2 separate regions of the Ovis aries genome follow, and region 2 is linked to region 1. The links are chromatin contacts, called in public Hi-C maps. All regions are on one chromosome and are shown on one strand. The core of a region is the stretch at or near the end of the contact, and the rest is flanking DNA. Distances in the headings are between cores, read along the strand shown. Region 1 overlaps SMURF2 (SMAD specific E3 ubiquitin protein ligase 2). Region 2 has its middle 19 kb from the start of KPNA2.

Region 1 (3,952 bases), core at 1,316-3,815:
AATCCCAACTGTGCTTAAGTAGGAACCTGTCCTGAAATGTTACAAAAAGAGTGTGTGTCAGAGGTTTGTCCCAGTACACCTGCAGAGACAGGCTGCTGTGTCCCTCTCCCCTCCACCCCTCAAGTGCCCTAGAACTAGCTCTGGGGGAGTTGAATCTATCCCAGAGGACTTTCTGCTGTCAGTTTTGTCCTTTAGCTTGAATCCTTTTTTCCCGTTTGAGGACTGAAACAGTCTCTTTCACAAATCTTTGTGAATGGGCTTGATGTATCCTGTTGTTGTTTTTTTTTTAATTAGAATATAGTTGATTTATAATACTGTGTCAGTTGCAGGTGTATCGCAGAGTGGCCCAGTTATATGTATATATTTTTTCCAGATTATTTTCCATTATAGGTTATATAAGATATTGAATATAGTACCGTGTGTTCTGCAGTAAATCCTTGTTACTTGCCTGTTTTATGTGTAGCAGTTTGTATCTGTGAATCCCATTCTACTAATTTACCCCTCCCCACCCTCCCTTTCTCCTTCGGTAACCATAAATTTGTTTCCTGTGTCTGTCAGTCTGTTTTTGCTTTGTGTATAGATTCATTTTTATTATTTTTTTAGATTCCACATATAAGTGGTATCATATATAATATTTGTCTTTCTCTCTGGCTTACTGCACTTCGTATGATATTCTCAAGGTCCATCCATATTGCCGCAAATGGCAATATTTCATTCTTTTTTTATGACTGAGTAATATTTCATTGTGTGTGAGAGTATGTATACTTGGGTTGTTTCCTTATCTTGGCTCTTGTAGATAATGCTGCTGTATACATTGGAGTGCATGTATCTTTTTGCATTAGTTTTCATATTTTCCAGATGCATGCCCAGGAGAGGGATTGCTAGATCATATGGTAGCTCCATTTTAGTGTTTTCAGGACCCTCCATGCTGTTTTCCGTGGTAGCTACACCCATTTACATTCCCGCCAACAGTGTCGGAGGGTTCCCTTTTCTTTCCACACTCTCCAGCATTTATTATTTGTAGACTTTTTTTGATGAACTGTTTTAAAATTGGCTTTGTTGAAATTTAATTGACACACAGTAAATTGTACATATTTTCTATGTGCGGTTTGTTTTGACATATTATATACTGTGAGACCCTCACCTTAATGGAGATAGTGAACGTATCCACTGCCCCGAGAGTTTCCTCCTGCCTCTTTGTAGCCTCTTGGTGGTCCCTCCTCCCACCCCTTCTCTAGTTTCCCAAGGCTGCCGTAACAAAATACTATACACTAGGTGGTTTAAAATAGTATAAGTTCATTCTCTGGCAGTTCTGGAGACTGGAGTTCAGAGCCAGGCTGGCTCAGGGTTGGTTCCTTCTGGAATCTCTCAAGGAAGATCAGTTACATGCCCTTCTCCTAGCTCCTGTTGGTTCCCGGAAACCTTGCTGTTCCTTGACTTGTGGGACCATTATTCCAGTCTGTTCCTTGTCTTCACCTGGCCTGCGATCTGGTCTACCCACAAAACATCTGCCACCAAGTGTGGGAGTTTTTTCCTCAAACATTTCAATTCTCCCCATCTACGGACTTGAATTCAGTCTAATGCCACCCAGTTGGCATCAGGCCTCACAGGTGAAGGGCTCAGTTTCAACAAGGCCTCCCATATTTCTTGCCAACTGGCTGTATGTCGAGGCGTTCTCATGACCCTTGGGTTCAGCAATTTGCTAGAATGGCTCACAGAACTCAGGGAAATTATTTCCTTACTGTTACCAGTTTTTCTTATAAAGGGTGTAACTCAGGCACAGCCAAATGGAAGCGAGGCATAGGACAGGAGAGGCATAGGACAGGAGAGGGGCTACATGGGCCTTGCATGTACTTAGCTGCAAGGTGCTACATGGGCCTTGCATGTACTTAGCTGCAAGGTGCTTCATCCTCTGGGCACCTGCGGTGTGTTCATCAACCCAGCATTCTGAACACCAGCATTCAGGGGTTTTTATGGAGATGTTATCACATAGGAGTGATTGATCATTAACTCGGTCTCCAGTTCCTCTCCCCGCTCCCCAGAGGCTGCGGGGGGAGGGGGGGGGCGTGGCACTGAAAGTTCTAGGCTTCTCATCAAGCTTTGGTCTTTCCTGCGACCAGGCCCCATCCTGCAACTATGTAACAGTAACCTCACTGAAACAAAAAATGCTCCAAAACCCAGGAACTTCTAAGGGACTTAGGAGCTTCCCTGTCTTGTAACAGGGACAAAGACCAAATATTGGAACAGAATACACTTTTCTTGTCACCTCTGTCATTCAGGAAATTTCAAGCATTTTAGGAGTTCTGTGTCAGTAACTGGGGACAAAGACCAAAGTATATATCTTAATATGTTACAGCTTCTCCCCTATATTCTGGATCCAAGTTTACCTCTCCTTATAAGAATACCAGTCTGTTGGATTTAGGGCCACCCTCATCTAGTGTGACCTCATTTAACTTGAGTACATCTGCAAAGACCCTGTGTCCAAATAAGGTCAAAGTCAGGGGTGCTAAGGCTTACGCCCTCAACTTATTTACTTAGACACAGTTCAGTCCACACCTCATTTTCAGCCAACCACCGATTTGCTTTCTGTCACTACACATTGCAGTGTTTAGAGTTCTGGATAAGTGGATTCATACAGTATGTCCTCTCTTTCGTTTGATTTCTTTTACCCAGCGTAATTATTTGAGATTCATCTCTGTTGTTGCCTGTATAGTTCATTTCTTTTCATTCCATTGTGTGGATAGACCTCAATTTATGAATCTGTTTACCTGCTGATGAATATTTGGATTGTTTCAGTTTGGGGCTGTGACTAAACTGCCATTAATGTTTATGTTTAAGTCCTTCAGTGGACATACACTCTCACTCCTCTCTGATAAATAAATGCCTAGGCTGCATCATATGACAGATTTGTGTTAAACTTTTGAAGAGACTGCCAGATTGTCTTTCGAAGTGATTATGCCGTTTGACATTCCCACTAGCAGTGTGTGAGAGTTGTAGTTGCTCTTGGTAACACTTGGTTTCAGTGCAGTTCAGTCGCTCAGTCGTGTCCGACTCTTTGCAACCCCATGAATCGCAGCACGCCAGGCCTCCCTGTCCATCACCAACTCCCGGAGTTCACTCAGATTCATGTCCATCGAGTCAGTGATGCCATCCAGCCATCTCATCCTCTGTCGTCCCCTTCTCCTCCTGCCCCCAATCCCTCCCAGTATCAAAGTCTTTTCCAATGAGTCAACTCTTTGCATGAGGTGGCCAAAGTACTGGAGTTTCACTATGGTTAATCTTAATTTTAGACATTCTAATAGATGTATAGTGGTATCTCATTAAGTTTTTTAAATTAATTTATTTTTTATTGAAGGATAATTGCTTTACAGAATTCTCATGAAGTTTTAATTTGCTTTCCTGTAGTAACTAATGATGTTGAGCATCTTTTCATGGGCTTATTTCCATCTGTATATCTTCTTTGGTGAAATTTTTTGCCTCCTTTTTTTTAAAAAAAAAACTGAGTTTTTTTGAGTTTTGAGAATTCTTTAGATGCTTGAAATACAAGTTTTATGTCAGCTATAAGCTTTAGAAAGATTTTCTCCTAGACTGTGACTTGTCTTTTCATTTTTTTAACAGTGTCTTTTGAAAAGTGTAAAGGTTCTTTGAAATTTAAGTGATGTTCATTTTATCCATTTGTTTGTCTTACGGATTGTGTTTTGGCACCTAAGGCTTTTGGCTTTAGGTTTTACGTTGAGGTCTCTGATCCACTTTGAATTAAAGTTTTGTATCTTTAACTTTGTGTACCCAAGTTCTTTTTTGGGGATATGATTAATACGTTGTTTAAAGAGTATTTTTAATATATTCTGTTTTGATTTATATATGTGTGGTATACAAAAAACACCTTTATTACAGTGCTTTATGAGAATAAATGGTGATTTGTCATTTTCATCAAAGCTGCGTTTTTTTGGAT
Region 2 (4,328 bases), core at 1,265-3,764, 160 kb before region 1:
GGGTAGAGACGTGTGTGTGTTAGTTTCCCAGTCATGTCCGACTCTTACAACCCGGTGGATTGTAGCCCATTGGGCTCCTCTGTCCATGGAATTCTCCAGGCAAGAGTACTGGAGTAGGTTGCCATTCCCTTCTGCAGGGGATCTTCCCAACCTAGGGATTGAACCCAGGTCTCCTGCATTGCGGGCGGATTCTTTACCATCTGAGTCACCAGGGAAGCCCTCAGGGAGAGATATTGGAAGCTTCGTCATAAAAACAAAGGAATTTAAAGAATTGGATGACTCAGAAAACTGAATTCATTCAAAATGAATGAAAAAAGATAATATAAATACATAAATATTAGTAGGCTGTTCCAAATGTAATTATGAAAGACATACAATTTTTTAGCAACACTTGGATTACAGGAGAAATGTGGAAAAACACATAGCAATGAGAAGACCTTTAAAAACGGGCTTAAACCAAATTTTTAGATGACCAGTGACTACCCCCGCTCTCAATTTTTGTCCATCTTTTCAACCAATTTCTCTGTCACATCAAGGAAACTTTCACATTAACTTAGTGAAACTTCTTTCTTGGTAACTTTGTAAAATAACCTTTTCTTGTTACAGAGATAATCCTAATTTTGGAAAATTTAAAAAACCCACCACCTCAAAGATTAAAATAGTCTAAAATCTCACCATTAGATTGTATATTTTTTCATAGATAGGAATTCTTTTTCAAGTTATTTTTAATTTTATTAGAAAACAATACAAGGAAAAATAGGACCACAAGATGTTTACATGCATAATTAAACACAGGAAGAGTTTGGGATTTTTTTTATTGATTTACGATATTAGTTTCAGCTATACAACTCATAGTACAATAGTGATTGAAGATTTTTATAGACTATACTCCATTTATAGTTATCATAAAATATTGGCTATATTCCCTGCATTGTACAACATAATCTTGGTACTTCTTTATTTTATACATAGTATTAATACTTTGCAGAGATAGAAAGTTTTAATTGGAATAACCTGAGATCCAGGATAGGCCTTTAGGGGCCCATGAACCCCTGAAATTGTATGCAAAGTTTATTGTTAAATACAGGAATATGAGCTTTTCCGAGAAAGGGGCTCATAGGTTGATGAAAACTGGGTTCTTAAAGGTGTAGCCACCCTCAAAACATTATACACTTAAGGTGTAGTTCTCTCCAATTTATTTTCTACATAGCTGAGGTGCACTTTATTTTTTTAATGTCATCGGAGCCAGCTTCACGCAGTTGTTTAAGACCTCAGGCCAAGAATTCAGCTGTAATTTGACTAAAGAACTCAAGTTGAATGGGAGTTTTAACTGCTGCCCCTGAAAGATGGCATTTGGCGGACATTCACTCCAAAAGTGTGATGAAGCACAGGAAGAATGTGGTGCCTTTGTCCCCTGAAAGAGAAGATGGCAGGGGTTTGTGTTTCTCTCTTTGGCCTCAAGTTCGGCTTCTCTGCAGGCTCCAGAGGGTGGGCGGTAACGAAGTACTGTTTGGCTCCCCGTCCTCTTGCTGACAGCTAGGTCTCTGAGAGGCAAATCAGACACTTCCCAGGGTTGGATCCCGGGCTCGACCGCCAGGGATGGCTCCTAACTGTTCTCAAGGAAGCAGGGAACTTGCCTGGCCTTCACCAGCTTCATCAGAGCTGTCACTCTCTTTAGAAATTGGCTTTGTTTCTAGGCCTTGTGCTTTGCTTTGGAGCTAACAACTGCCATTTCCCCCTGGTATTTCTGCTGTGGTCATCATGCCTGCCCTTCTCCTAGGAGGTTGGGGGAATTTGCTAGCCAAAGTCAAACAGCTGGCTCCCAGATGGCTCTCCGTCCCATGACCCCACGAACATCCCAACATTGATTTGCTCAGGAGGCTTAAACTCAGCTAGCTAGCGGGGCAGGATGCCTGCAGACCCCCACCCGGAGAGATTTATGGGCTCAGGCCTTGGAGGGAGCAAATCTCTAGAGGTGGGTTGGGGCTACTCAGTTCCCTTTTGTTGCGCATTCTAGAATTCTGCCTAACACAGAAGAGGCTGACCTCATTCTTATCCCACCCGGAGATTAAGTGGGGATAACTAGGTAACTAGCAAGTTATTACTGACAATGCTAAATTACCTGGCAAAGAAAGTTTCTGTCTCTCTCTCTACACACACACACACACAGACACACACACACACATGCTAAGAGAGTTCTCTTCGAGGGTGTGTTTTTTCGGACACTGCGTATGACATAAAAATGATCTAAAAAGATTGTCATCTCCAATTCCCAGAATGAGAGTATTCATCCCATTCAGGTGGAAATGAGCAACAGAGCCCAAATAGTTTCTGGTGGCAAAGAAAAATTCTTCGGCGTCTATTTCCTGGAGATAACGCAGAGAATGCTAGCAGGTTTCTAACATACTTCAGCTGTTCAGGAAATACTTTAAATAATTTCCTGCTCTAGAGACTAGGAGGAGAGCCAGAAAGTTGGAAAGTATTACTCTCTTTCTTTACGGTCACAAAGGCACTTCCCAGGGACTCCTTCACTATTCACACACACATGCTCCTAGGAGCTCTTTTCTGGCTTTCCCTGGTCTTTTTATGCGGGAATGTTCTTTTTTAAAAGAGTGTGGCGAGAATCCTAGTAACTTGGACTTCCCATAGCATCCTGGCCTGTGCTTCCTAAGGAACTTGACAAATATGAACTAATTAAGCTTGGAAAGCCCCCACGAGAGTCCTCCCAGCCGTTGTTGAAATGGGGCCAGCTCTGTCTGAGGTGGAGCCGCCGCTGTGTTTGCCCTGCACAGCAACAATTCAAACAGTGGAGAGGGCGGAAAGCCAACCGCCTAACGCAACTGAAACTGCAAGGAAGCAGCGAGGGAGGCAGCCTCTTTGATTTGCTTTCTGCTGCATTCAGTGGGGTTCAGGTATTGGTGTTGAAATTGTGTCATTTAGACTTTTGAATGTGATTTCAGGTAACTGAAAAATAAAAAATTTAACCAGGTGAATTTTTATCTAAAGCAATGGTGCTGGATCAAAGATGATTTTACAACCCCCAAGGGAACATTTGGGGTGTCACTTCTTGGGGAGAGGGATGCTATTGACAACTAAGTAGGTAGAGGTCTAGGATCCGACTGAACATACTGTGTGTAACTCACAGAATAGACCCCCCACGATAAAGAGTGATCTTGCCCAAAATGTCAGTAGTGCTGAGGTTTTAAAAGCCTGGTCTAAAGGTTCAGCGTGACTCAGTGTTGGCTTGTGTCCTCTCTGTTAAGTCCCACATCTTAACGGTGGGGACATTTCAGCCCATTCAGATCTAGGATCTAAGCTTCTGGGAGCATCCTGGATTCCTGGGCTGATCCTGCAGGTGATGACAATCTCCCAAACATTGGATGTTGGAGACACGCCCTGGGAATCAGGTATCTTATAAATCTTGTAAGTGATCCTTGTGGAAAAGGGACCCCTTTTTTTTGCACTTCTGATTGGGCCCCAGGGTTTCAAGGTCCTGTTTTTCTTGCAGTGAATAAGCCATTCTGTTTCTCCGACAGGGCCTATTCAGCAAGCAGCTATTTCTTTTCTCTTTCCTCAAGGCCTAGCTGCCAGGGAGCCCCAGGCTGTCACTGTTTGTCTGGCCATCAGCAAGAGACAGCCACAAGGAAGTTCAGCCAATAGCCAGAGACAAGGGGAATTTTACTTCAATCTTTCTTTTTGCAAACTTAAAAATTCCCTGGCAGTCCAGTGGTAAGGACTCTACATTTTCACTGCTGAGGGCATGAGTTCGATTCCTGGTCGGGCAACTAAAAAACAACAATAAGAATTTTAAAACTGTCCTTCATGGAGAAAACCTTGGAAATGTTCCTCTCACCCAGGAAGCCCCCTGGACATCCCCACGGGGTCCCTTCCTCCTCTCTGCCACCCACTTTGGCCTCCTCCTGATGACACCTTCACCAAGCTGTGTCTCCCTCATTGCTTGGGGGATAGGTTTCCCTCCATCCTGCTGCCACGGGCAGCCCGAGAGCAGTATCCAAGTCGTGGGTGCCCCCTGAGTTCCCCCAGGGCCCAGTCCTGGACACTGGCCCACCCAAGCTCCAGGTAGACACTTAAAGGTTCAGCCAGATCTCACAACAGGTGCTGTGTTATTGTTGTTCAGAGGCTAAGTCACGTCTGAGTCTTTTCGACCCCATGGGCTGCAGCACGCCGGGGTTCCCTGTCCTCCACTGTCTCCCAAACTTTGCCCAAACTCACATCCATTGAGTGGGTGATGCCATACAGCCTTCTCGTCCTCTGTCGCCACCTTTTCCTCCTGCCTTGGATCTTTCCCAGCATCAGGTGCTATGGAA

The links. Hi-C and Micro-C count contacts between places; a contact is called where the count stands out from the background.
Region 2: a contact with region 1 is called in a Hi-C map of liver, with 4 times the contacts expected there. The contact joins two enhancer-like sites. A contact is called at or near these places in 6 of 16 Hi-C or Micro-C datasets (blood, liver, muscle and 2 more).

Annotation. Positions count from the first base shown.
Region 1 is chr11:48,473,669-48,477,620 of ARS-UI_Ramb_v3.0, reverse strand. All of the region lies in intron 10 of SMURF2 (SMAD specific E3 ubiquitin protein ligase 2), which reads left to right. Among named protein-coding and RNA genes, the nearest start is that of CEP95, 63 kb to the right of the region's middle. Within about 2 kb of position 2,565, at least 4 of the 54 cell types and tissues checked have an H3K27ac peak or open chromatin away from gene starts, as enhancers often do. A contact at or near this core is called in liver, where this site is marked.
Region 2 is chr11:48,634,942-48,639,269 of ARS-UI_Ramb_v3.0, reverse strand. No RefSeq gene overlaps it. Among named protein-coding and RNA genes, the nearest start is that of KPNA2, 19 kb to the left of the region's middle. Within about 2 kb of position 2,514, at least 20 of the 54 cell types and tissues checked have an H3K27ac peak or open chromatin away from gene starts, as enhancers often do. A contact at or near this core is called in liver, where this site is marked.